Regions from separate parts of the Sus scrofa genome. Here region 1 is linked to region 2. Evidence: chromatin contacts called from public HiChIP or PLAC-seq data. All regions are on one chromosome and are shown on one strand. The core of a region is the stretch at or near the end of the contact, and the rest is flanking DNA. Distances in the headings are between cores, read along the strand shown. Region 1 overlaps FAM107B (protein FAM107B). Region 2 holds the start of FAM107B (protein FAM107B).

Region 1 (6,035 bases), core at 61-2,560, 55 kb before region 2:
ACAATTATACATCCCTCCCTGGTGGCTGCTGACTAATGAGATTCAAGGCTCTTTTGTCTTAATAAGTCACTAGCAAGATGAGGTAGAGAAAAAAGAACCTCAAAAAAAAAGGTCCCCAGGAGTTCCCACTGCGGCTCAGGGAAAATGAACCTGACTAGCATCCATGAGGATATAGGTTTGATCCCTGGCCTCGCTCAGTGGATTAAGGATCCAGGGTTGCTGTGAGTTGTGGTATAGGTCGAATATACAGCTTGGACCCTGCATTGCTGTGGCTGTGGTGTAGGCTGGCAGCTGTAGCTCCGATTAGACCCCTAGCCTGGGAACTTCTGTATGCCATGGATACAGCCCTAAAAAGCAAAAAAAAAACAAAAGGAAAGAAAAGGTCCCCAAACCTAAATCCTGACTCATAACTTCCCTGGGTCTGCTTCCCCTACTGGTAAAATGACAGCCAGATATCCTACATTTTACAACTTTTCATCTCACATGTGCTATATCTCAGCCATACTATGGGCCAAATTGGGTTATTTCTATGAAAAAAAAAAAGGTGCTCTGACTCTCACTCACTTAACTATTTCACTCCTGAAATAGGGCACAGTCAGAATTTGTCTGGAAAACGTCATTTTCAACTCTGAAAGAGGTCTTCGTGACAGACACGATGGTGTTTTTCTGAATGGTGAACATGTTTCATAATTACAAGAACATGAGTTGACTCTTACTTGGCTTCTGCTTCCACAGTGAGAAACTGTCATGAGGATTGGGACACGTGCCCATCCTGGTGTCTGGGGATTGTCTGGCTCTAACTAAACCCCAGAGAGCAGCTACTGGCACGGCCCAAGTCCCCCGAATTCAAGTCTGTTATTCCCACTTATCCCTCTTCTGGAGACTCTGGGGACTTTCCCTGAACAACAAACAGCCAGTAAGGAGAACACTAGAATCAAGACAGCATTATGAAGCCAACTATTGTCAGACCGACCAGAACCAGGAGTGTCCATCCCTTAATGAAGAGTGTCCTTCCTACGTGCGAGCCTTGGGTTAGACCCTAAAGTGCTAGGGAGAAGGGAGATGTGCTCCCTTGTCGCACAGGACTTGGGCTGGTGGAGAGGACAGGCCCGCCACCCAGCGTGTGACATGTACACTTTGAAGGTGGGAAGCCTGGCTGGTCTCAGGCATAAGGTCTTCCTCTGATTGCTCCTCCTTCCTGCTACCAAAGGTGAATGTTCTGCCCTGTGACTCCATCAGGGAGGACGCTCTGGCCCCAGGAAACCCGTGCCTAAAAGCAGCTGCAACCACGAGGGCTCACTGTCACCTCTCACACGAGGGTGGTGTCAGGCTGTGCAAGGCTGCGTTAGGGATCAGCAGGCTTTCTCAATGCTCGGCCTCAGCAGCCCCAGCACCTCCAAGAGGAAAGGCAGACGAGGAAAGCATCTCCCGTCCCCGCCCCTGCCCACCCAGGTCTCTTTACCAGGAAGGGAGGCCACGCCCAGAAGCCCCCTTCCCACACCTCATTGGGCAGAGCTGTGTCATGTTATCACCAGACCAACAAAGGATTCTGGGAAAGGGTGGACGCAGCATCGGGGTGGGCCAGTGGCTGTTAGGGAGATCGTCACTCTGCCACACACAGACTGTTGTGGGTGGAATGTGTCCTCCCAAACTCTGTAGGTTGAAGCCCCATCCCCCAATGTGACAGTACGTGGAGGTGGGTGGGCCCTTTGTGAAATGGCTAGGATTAGACCAGGTCATGAGGGTGGGGCCCCCAGGATGGGATTAGTGTCCTTTAGAAGGAAGAAACAGCAGAGCTGGCGCTCCCCACCCCCGCCACCACACAAGGACACAGTAAGAAGGCTGCTGTCCCTAAGCCAAGAAGAGCCTCTTCCCCAGGAATCCACTCAGCCAGCACCCTCATCTCAGACTTCCAATAAGGGAACCGTGAGAAATGAACCTCTGTTGTTTAACCCACCCAAGTCTATGATAGTTTGATATAGCAGCCCGAGCCGCTAGGACACATCCTCAATTCAACTGTCCTCAAAGGCACGCCAACCTCCCTCCAAGGGGCTCCTGGGGCTCCTCGGGGTGAGGCCAACTGCTCCCCACCTAGGCTTCAGAGCTGAAAGGGAAACTAGAGCAATGCTAATTTCTGAAACATATTCAGTGCTCACAGCATCAGGAACGAAAGCAACACAAGCAACAAAGACCAGGGACTTTTTAATGGAAACCCTTTCAGCCTTGAGCTTTCCCTTGTACACAAAAAGCTCCCTTTGTAAACTAAGGGGATTTTTGGCAAAAGTTCAAACGTATACACATTTGTAGGAGGTGTGGGCTCTGCGTTGGGGAGTCAACTAAACTGACTCTTCCCTTTTTCTGCTTGAACCCCACACATGCATTCAGTTCCCTCCAGAGGCTTGTCAATCTAAGACACCAAGCCTTCACTTTTCCCACAGGCTGTCTTGCAGTCCCAGGAAAACAAAAAAGAGCCCTGAGTTTCTCCAGGTACAGTCACAGGTGGAGGAAAACTCGAAATAAGAATCGGGGGAAAATGACAGCAACCTATGTGGCAAACAAGGAACAGAGAAAAAACAAAAAACCTAGAAACAAGGTACCTGCTTTTCAACCAGCAGGTGTCAGGTGCCACAAGGCCTGAAAAGCATCGGAGCTTTCATCATCACTGAAATGGGAGGGAGCTCACTGTTAATTGGAAAATAATCAAGGTTTCAAAAATTTACATATTCCCACAGAAGCCTGAGAGAATCACTTGAGTGATGAAGAGATACATCCTCCATAATCCAGATCCTACAGAAGCGAAATAAAAGTTTTCCTCCTCATTCAAACAAGAGGTTTTAAGGATGCTTATGTGTTTTAAGCACAATTTATGATGCCTGCAGTACTCTCATGTTTACTTGGTAGCCTAGATCCTCAAGGAAATTCTTCCTTTCTTAAAAGAAAGCCTTAACCATCGCTGGTTCCTCCAGCCATCCACGTATGTAGAACTCAAACCACTTATCACTGTGTTGACAGCACCCAGGTCTCCAGCCAACAGGAATTAGGCCTTTTGCCCTCAGTACCTCCATCAGGCTACTCACTCTGGCATCTCCAGCAAACCCTGTTGCTAACCAAAAATACTATTTGTTCTATGTTTTCCCCAAGTCTTGACACATCAACAGTAGCAATACGGATTAAGTAAAAGAACAGGATGGGCTGGTAACAGCGAATGCCCTGCCCGACCCCAGTTCCATCCGAAATGGAGAACGCTGCTGCTCTTGCTTGCTCAAGTTACCTAAGTTTGAAATGGTTTCACTTCTTTTGCTGCAATAGGATTCATTACTCAAGAACTCGGCATCCAGAAACTTCCCATCATCAGCTTCTGACTTCTCTCACAGCTCTTGTCCAAAAGTTGAGAACACTGTCTGTTTTCAACTCCACACACAAGAGGAGCTACTGGTTAATTTAATTAAATGAAAAGGCCAAGGACAAAGGACATGTCAACACATTCACAATGAAAAGTTGTCCTCTCCTCACAGCTGGTTATAAAGGAAATCATTAATTGCTTCCGGAAGAACAGTTAGAAAATAATTCTCTAACAAGAAACTGCAGATTTATCATGATAGCTAACTACTTCCCTTATGCCTTAAAAAAAAAAAAAAAATCTGAAAAGCTTAATTAAGACAGGATAGTTTTACTTATTTAAAATTAGTATTCAAAAGTAAAATGTAGTCAAAGGGCCATGAACAATGAGATAATTCTCTTCAAAAGTTTTCAAGGCAATTCAAAGAACAAAACCTCCTTCCTGTAGTTTATAATCTTACAAATGTCAAACTGAGTAAGTGTCCAAGTATTTAGGAGTCCAATTTTAGATTTTTAACTTTAGTCTCTAGAACAAAATCTAAAACACAACAGTATGTGTGAAACTAAGAAGGGCCCTATCAACTTTATTTTCATAATTTCCTCCATGAAGCTTCAGGGCTCAAGTCACAAACCTTATTTTCCACTTATAAAACAGATATTAGCTCTGGGGAAAAAAAAAAAAAATTCTGTGTTGCCACTCTGTGTTCCTAAATTTCATTCTGTTAGCCATTTACAAAAGCCAATGTCAAGGACTCATTTAAAGCACTGTTATTCTCTGCACATTTACTGGCTCTAAAGCTGATAAACTTCCTGAAATACCTTGGATCAATGGCTTTCGAATTTTTCTGTCTGTAATCCTCTTTATGCACAGGGACCCAACAATACCTGCATACTGAAATCAGCTGCAGTGAAAGTTTCCAGAAGCAATACTAGCTTTGTGCTAGATAGATACATTGTCATTACTTTTCGCTGTTTCTTTCTTTTTGGTAATTCCTGTTGTGACCCACTAAATTGATTGTGTGACCCCTTAATGGATGCAGCTTGGAAAATCCTGTCCTAATTCATTTACTTAAACTTGCCACAATAACTTGGCAGGACTCCGAGTATGAAGGAAGACACCTCGAAAGTCCGAACGGAAAATTGGCTGAGCAGCTGGTGGGAAGCACTTAAAAACCATGAGCTTTTAAGTTTATCTCAGTTCCTATTACTGACCCTAAAGCCATCATCTTCTCCTCTGCCTAGTTATTAAAATATCCTTACTCCAATTGTCAAGGAATACCCTCAGATCCTTCTAGCTAGGTGTGAAGGAATAAAGGAATACAAATTAAAGATCACTTATGGAATTTGTTTGTTCAAAGTTCAGTAAACCTTCTTCCCAGGGATGATGGAACATGTGGGAGAGAGATGACTGAGGAAGTATTTTCTCCCCTTATTAAAGTATCTTTTTTTTTTTTTTTTCATTGCACCTGCAGAATGTGGAAGTTCCCAGGCCAGGGATCGAACACATGCTAAAGCAGTGATCCCACCTGCTGCAGAGACAACACCAGACCCTTTACCTCTAGGCCACCAGGGAACTCCTTAAAGTGTTTTTTAAAGTTGTTGTTGTTGTTTTGGTTTGATTTTTGGCTATGTCCACAGCATATGGAAGCTCTTAGGCCAGCGCTCAAACCAATGCCACAGCAGCGACCAGAGCCACTGCAGTGGTAACACCAGATCTTTCACCCGCTGCATTACAAGGGAACTCCTTTAAAAAAATTTTTTTAAAGCATTTTCAATAGTTTCTCTATCCACAAATGGTAGACTACTACAACAATATTTAAAACAAGGAGTTCCCACTGCAGCTCAGTGGAAAAGAATCTATCATTCATGAGGAAGCAGGTTCAATCCCTGGCCCCACTCAGTTGGTTAAGGATCTGGAATTGCCATGAGCTGTAGTGTAGGTCGCAGATGCGGCTCAGATCTGACGTTGTTGTGGCTGTTGTGTAGGCCAGCAGCTACAGCTCCAATTTGACCCCTAGCCTGGGAACCTCCATGTGCCTGCCTCCTAGCCTGGGCCCTAAGAAGCAAAAAAAAAAAAAAGACAATTTTTAAAATGAAATTTAATGTCATTTGCCTATTTTTTTAAACTACAATGTAACACAGATTCTTAAAACCAGAGCAGTAATTTGATTTGCATATGGTTTTAAGAAGCAGAACAAAATTCCACACACTCAACCCGAGTTCACAATGAGTAAGAGGAAGTTCTCCAGTCAGATACCTGCAACCCAACAGTCAAAGGTCACTGACGCCCACTACATGGGAAACTAGGCAGAAACATGGTAAGGGAGAAAACTTGAGAACTGGTCTATTTTTCCTCCTGGTAAAAAGAGACACAGCAACACTAAAGGTGGTATCAGACAGTAGAAAGGGCTAGGCTTTCACGCCTGAGAGAGTCACAGCTCTGCCACGTATTAGCGGGATGACCTAAGTTGAACAACACAAAAGCAGGCGCACTCTTCGTTATGGGAAGGCCCGAATTTGCACCTAAGCTAACTCACTTCAAAACCTGAGTGGGAGGTTGCCTGCTGAGCCCCAGGTTCCTTATCTTTCCCTCTCAGGGGTGCAGTTGGGAAGAATGCCTGTGACAAGAACTCATCACCACCCCGTCCCAGAATCCCAGCTGCCATCATCCCGGGTCACCTAAGATTTCACATAAG
Region 2 (6,469 bases), core at 3,829-6,328:
CTAAAAAAAAAAAAAAAGGACATGAGAACAAGACCATGGTTTCCTAGTTCCTTCTGAATTTTGCACTAGAAAGTGTCCCAACCCTGCCGCCAAATTCTAGACAAAACGGAACAGTCCTGCAAATCTCTTCTGCCAAGCCGCTACCACCATGCCCTTAATGGATTACCCTGAGCAAATCACACACATTCACGCCTCTCCCCACACCCTTCACTAGTCGGAACCCAACACCGCAGCCCCAGCTGGGATTCCATCATTCTTTCTGAAACACCTTACTTCACAAAGTGCTACTGTCCCTTCGCAGCTCTTAACGTGACTGTCACTGAACAACACTGGTGTGATTCCATGCAGCACTTTAAATACCCTCCTCATCTGCCCTGCCTTTGGACAGGGACCCCATCAGACTGGTCAGCGGCTGTCCGCCCCATGCGAGAAAGGCGCCGGCACACGGGAGGCTCTAAGGAAATGTTTGTTCAATGAAAGAACGAAGAGAAAACGACGCTTCCCCCATCAGCCTCGGAAGAGCTGCTCCCCGACTGACCATAACTAAGTGGCAGCTGGCCAATGAGTTTCTTTCACTGATGAGGTCCTGGACTCAGCAGCATCAGATGCGGTAAATGCGTTGTTTCCTTTTCAGCAGCATTCCCTAGGTACTTTGCACAAGGAAAAGTCTACAGTTCAGATGAAGGAGCAAATGTAAAATAAAAAAAAAAAAAAATCTCGGGTGGGAGCAGAACCATGAGAAGAATGTTTACCAGCATCAGGGTCATGAATGATTTGGGATCTTGGTTTTGCTTTTTAATAGTAATACGAATGGTAGAGGATAGGAAAGTTCTGGAAGATGCTGTCAATCTTCCACTAAAATGAAAATCTGGTGTTTCTGTATTGTATTGTTTTCAGTAAATCTTAAGTGTTTTGGATGTTGGTGGGGGTGGAGTTCAGACAGAGAGGGCCCAGCACTTCTTGCTGGAGAAGGAAAAGGAGAGAAACTGGTCTGCTCAGCAAACAAAAGGCAAAACTAGGCCAAGCAGAGACAAGGAAATTACACAAGGAAGCGCAGTGAAGCCTCATCAGGTCACCGCAGCACTAAGTAGCCCCAGGGCTGGGCAGAGACTCCCCAATAGCACAGTTTTCCCCATACAACGGGGGTGGGGGGGGAGGCAGAGAGATGCAAAATCCGGTCAATGCCCACAGCTACTTCCTCCAAAGCTGAAAAAGGCTGACAAGGAGTTCCCATTGTGACTCAGTGGTAACAAATCTAACTAGTATTCATGAAGACAAATGTTCAATCCCTGGCTTTGATCGTGGGTTAAGGATCCAGGCAGACACGGCTCAGATCTGGCGCTGCTGCGGCTGTGGCGTATGGTATAGGCCGGCAGCTACAGCTCTAATTCGATCCCTAGCCTGGGAACTTCCAGGTGCTGCAGCTGTAGCCCTAAAAGACAAAGAAGAGGAAGGCTCACAAGTCATTATCTCCTCCAGATATCTGGGGACTTCTAAAAATGCCTCCATTCGAGATCTCACCCAACCAAATTTCCTGGCCCACTTTTTCCGAACATTTGCACAGAGAATTCTGGATGGAGGGGGCAGGTGGGACATAATGATATGAAGCCTCCCTCTTTGCAGAGAAAAGTTTTCCACCTCCTCAGCCACACTCCTCAAAAATCAGTAAAAGTCTTTTCCACATTTACTTGGACATTTTAAACAATGAAGAAACCAAAGGAGTTCCTGTTGTGGCTCAGTGGTTAGCAAATCCAACTAGGAACCATGAGGTCGTGGGTTTGATCCCTGGCCTTGCTCAGTGGGTTAAGGATCTGGCGTTACCGTGAGCAGTGGTGTAGGTCGCGACACGGCTCGGATCCTGGCTGCTGTGGCTGTGGTGGAGGCCAGCAGCTACAGCTCTGATTCGATCCCTAGGCTGGGAACCTCCATATGCCACGGGAGCGCCCCTAGAAAAGGCAAAAAAAAAAAAAAAAAAAAAAAAAGAGAGAGACAAAAAAATGAATGAATGAAAAATGAATGAATGACAGCAACATACAGTTTAAGGACGGGATTTCCCATAGCACTTCTCACACACAAACCAAGTCTACTCTTTAAACATCCTAGGAATGGAACGGCAGCTGGCCATCACAACTAGCCAGAGCAAGTCCAGAGCCCTGGGCCACTCCCCAATTTTTCTCTCCTACCTACAAGGCAACAAGACTTTGAGGAGCAAAGCGACTCAACTCTAACCAGCTTGGCTATGCTGCTTAGACTGTTCGAGGCCACAGGAGGATTGAAAAATAAGATTTAGAGATTTTCACACCCCCCTTTTAGCACCTATTGACATCTGTATGGAGAAAGGTACCATTATTATAGCAGATTACATACTGCTCACAGCCACTGATCCTCCATTTCCACAGGGTACCCCTGCAGATACCAAAATCCAAGGATGCTCAAATCCCTGGTCTAAAAGGATGCAGTTCGATGAACACAGTCGGTCCTCTGTATCCACGGGTTTGGCACCTGCAGATTTGATCCTGTATTGGTTGATTATACGGATACGAAATTTGAGGGCCAACTGTAATACACACACATCCCCACCAAGCACGCATGCAGATTAAGGAGCCCCGTTAGAAACAGGAACAAAGACTGCACCTGACAGCACACAACCACAACTTCCTTCTTGCAAAATCTTCTAACTTCAAAAAGTATTGCATCATTCTAATGCTCAATCTAGAAGTTCTAAACACTTGTCTCCAAGGCCTCTTTGTGACTTTGCAAACAGGAGAAATTCAACGTTGGTCAATTTTACAAGTGGAAGATAAATGTGATGACAGAAGCCGTCAGGGGCCCAATGTCGGGTTGAGCAAAGTGTTCTCTGTTTTTGTTTTTCACCGAATACACACCCTCAAAACTACCCACTACTCATAGGAAAACCCTTCTTATTTTACTTTCTCAATGCAAGGTCTTTTAGAAGCAATCATGTCACCACCTACAAAACCACTGCTATGCCTTGTTCTATGAAAAGAGCTCCTTTCCATGGTATAATTCTCAAGAATCTCAGAATACCATTCTATTTTAAATAATTTTAAAGCTGAAAGGCTTACCTTTATTTTTAAAAAAACTCAGGGGTGGGAAGGAGTGGGACACACAGGGAGTTTGGAGTTGGTGGATGCAAACTGTTACCTCTGGAATGGAGAGGCAATGGACTCCTGCTGTACAGCAGAGGGATTTGTATATGACTGGTTCAGTTTGCTGTACAACAAATTGAAGAAACACGGTAAATCAACTATAATTTAAAAACATTTTAAAAAATAAAAGAAATTAAATTTTAAAAAGTCAACCCCAAACCACTCCTAAAATCCAAAGAATATTATTTTCAATGTTTCTGTCGTATTACATTCTTCCATTTTAAGTGGAACTTGCATTGTTTTTTCTACTTCTTCCCTCCCCCTTCTGTACAGGTGGTTATTTGCCAGGCTACAAGGAAATATATTTCAAACAACTTGTTGGCAAGCCACTGTTGAAGACTATGGCTATTAGAGATCATAAATTAGATTGATGTGAGTGATAAAGATTAATAATCAGTAACTCTCATTTATTCACACACGCACACACACACACACACATTCACAACGGCTGTCACGCCATAAATGAAGCAAAGATGCCTTTATCCTCAGGGTATGTTTGGGTGGTTGAGTATTTGAGTGACTTTTTCCTCCTATATTTCTTTGGAAATTTTTAATAAACATATATAATTTTATACTTAAAAGTTTTAAACTGGAAACTACCAGCACTAAGAAATCTCTAGACAGGAATTCCAGATACTATTTCAACTTAAGGCAACTTGGACAGCTAAAATCTCCAAAGTGCTGGAGGGGGAACGAGTCCGGAGGAGAAACCAAGAACCTGTTAGCAAGTCTAACAGGCCTCACCCCCGTTTTCTGTATTTATTTTAATATCACACCCACTTTAATCAAATAACTTTGCTTTATGGTCACTGAGAGGGTATGGTATCTTGATTTGCTGCAGAGACTAAGATCTGTAATTTATCCTCAACGGGATTCCTTTTCACATTTCAGAGGGACTGCTACCATCCCCTACACAGCCTGTCAAAACCTGGCCCGACGCATCCGCGTCGTCCGTGAGGAACCTGAAGATGTTTGGAGAGAAGTTAGGAGAATCAAAATTTTAGGACTTGGGTGCAGAGTCCACCCAACTTAGTGGGTTCACTGGAGGAGCAAAAGCGGAGAGGAAGCAAATACGGAAAAGTTACTTGCAGACTGTTTGGAAACAGTGCCCGGGTCACCTTTAAACCAGCGGGGCAAACCGGCCCCCCGCAGCCCCTCCTTTGTTTGCCCAGGCGGAGGCTCGGCTGCGCCCGGGCAGCGAGGGGCGAACCCAGCGCCCAGGGCTCGGCATCTGGCCGTGTGCGGCGCACCGGGTGGGCAGCGCATCCCCGCTCCAGGCAGGGTCTCTCCATTTTCAGGGCCGAGAAAGCAACAATAAGCCGAGCAGTGTGGCCGCCGGGGCTCGCCTCCCTCGCGGCGTCCCCCGGCTACCCCGCACCCCGGGGCTCCCAGAACCACTGCGCGTGACCCCCCGCCACGCCCCGGGCCCGCGCCCCGCGTCCGCCCCCGGTACGGCGCTGGGTGGCCCCGGGCTCCTCGCACGCCCACCGCCCGGCGTGCAGTCCTCGCGCGCGTACAGGGACCCTCCCGCCCCAGGGCAGGCCGGGAGGGGCAGCCCGGCGACCCTTCCTGCCCCGGAGACCCTCAGGTCGGGAGTCGAGGCAGGGCGGGCGGCCGCGCAGTGGCCCCGGCGGGCACCCCGCCTCCCCCGAGCTCCTAGTCTTTGTGTGCAAAGTAAGTGCGGGAGGCAAACCCACCTCTGCGCGCGCACAAAGGCGCGCGGCGCCCTTCCCGGCGCTCGCTCCGGGCGTCCACGGAGGCGCCCGGCGGCTATAGGCGGACGGAGGCGGCGCGGGCGGCGGCTCAAACGGCGTCGGCGACTGCCAGTCCGGCGCAGGGCGGCTCTTTCACACCCGGCGGCCCCGCGCGTCCGAATTAAGCGACGGGGCGGGGAGAGGGTGGGGCGAGTCTGCTGATGACACGCCCTCGGACACGCCCCGGACACGCCCCGCCGCGCTGGCTGAAGCTCGGTGCTCGGGACCCGGGCCTCGGGGGGACTGTGCTGGGAGAGTCTCGCGGATTAGGTTCCGGGAGGTTTTCCTTATCTGGTTTTAGGCTGGTTGGCTTCGGAAACTCTCCCAGGAGAGGGAATATTGGAAGGGAAAAAAACAACAACAACAACAACAGCTGAGTGTCACCGGATGAGTGAGAGCGAAATGGGAAATTAAAGGCGGCAGGCACGCGTTTGCGGGACCCACGATTAAAGATCTCTCTCTCTGTCTGTCTCTGTCTCTCTCTCTCTCTCTCTCTCTCTCTCTCTCTCACACACACACACACACACACACACGAGTTCGCGGGAGCGTTTGGCTGGTGGGTGTCTGGTCTCCACCTCCACTCCGCGCCTGTAACATTCAGAGAGGCTGTCCCCATTTAAATTCTGCCAAGACGTGACCGAAGCAAACTCAAAGGGAATGAGGAGGAGACGCATCAAATTTGTTGAAATGGTTCACATTTACTGTCAAACCATAGCCTGAAACCCAGTGACAGAGGAATTTGCTCAGATTCTTCCCCCTCCCCCGCTCATCAAAGGGTAATTGGAGATTTAAACTTGTGCAAAAGGAGAAAAGGGTTTGTTTTACCTCTTTTTTTTCCCCCTCTGATATTCGTTTTTCTCAGCGCTCTTACAGCAAATGGCTTCTCTGCCCAACCCTAAGATTCTTAGATTACAATCTACCCGAATCACAGCAGGTACAAAAATGAGAGATATCTGTTTCAAAGTCACAAACAGTAAAGACAGCAGGTAATGGATTTTTAGATCAAAAGCTTTTTAATTTTCTTGGCAACAGATGAATAAGGGCTGATTTATGGGGAAGCTTTTCTGACTGAAACAGCTTGGGTCATGATCACACAGAAAAGTCCTATCAATTATGAATTTCAGCAAACAAATGACTTAGTCCAAAGATGCTTTCAGGCCACAGCACTTTAAGACCCTGGTCATCCCCAGGCCTGAAGCCCACTGAGGAGTGGGGTCACCTGCCACAGGATTTAGAAAGAGGAGTTCCCTCCCAGCCCAAGAAACGCACCTGTATGAACTTTATCCACAAGTTTCCCACAAGTCTTACTTCTCTCCCATTCTGAGTTGTGTTGTTTCTATTCTTGACAATGGGTCCACCAGCTACCAAAACCAGAACCTGGGATCCAACCTAGATTTTCTCCCCACTCTCCACATGAGAGTCAATTTCAAGTCCTGCACATACTAGGTGATGCCTCCATAGCCACCCCCACCCCTGCCCCACACCCCCATCCCCCCAGCTCTGCCACAGTTGCCCTTTAGGGTCTACCACTGCACTCTAGCAGTA

Evidence for each region. HiChIP or PLAC-seq counts read pairs in DNA pulled down with a chosen protein or histone mark.
Region 1: a contact with region 2 is called in an H3K27ac HiChIP or PLAC-seq map of alveolar macrophages. The contact joins the enhancer-like site here to the promoter of FAM107B in region 2. A contact is called at or near these places in 2 of 5 promoter capture datasets (fetal liver and liver), 4 of 47 Hi-C or Micro-C datasets (brain, embryonic fibroblasts, fetal liver and 1 more) and 1 of 2 datasets of contacts at active chromatin or transcription factors (alveolar macrophages).

What each region holds. Positions count from the first base shown.
Region 1 is chr10:47,191,211-47,197,245 of Sscrofa11.1, reverse strand. The region is part of intron 1 of FAM107B (protein FAM107B); the gene reads right to left. Among named protein-coding and RNA genes, the nearest start is that of FAM107B, 53 kb to the right of the region's middle. Within about 2 kb of position 1,310, at least 15 of the 83 cell types and tissues checked have an H3K27ac peak or open chromatin away from gene starts, as enhancers often do. A contact at or near this core is called in alveolar macrophages and omental adipose tissue, where this site is marked.
Region 2 is chr10:47,139,385-47,145,853 of Sscrofa11.1, reverse strand. It overlaps FAM107B (protein FAM107B), which reads right to left and starts at 5,078. Exons shown (of 4, transcript XM_021064842.1): 1 at 4,868-5,078.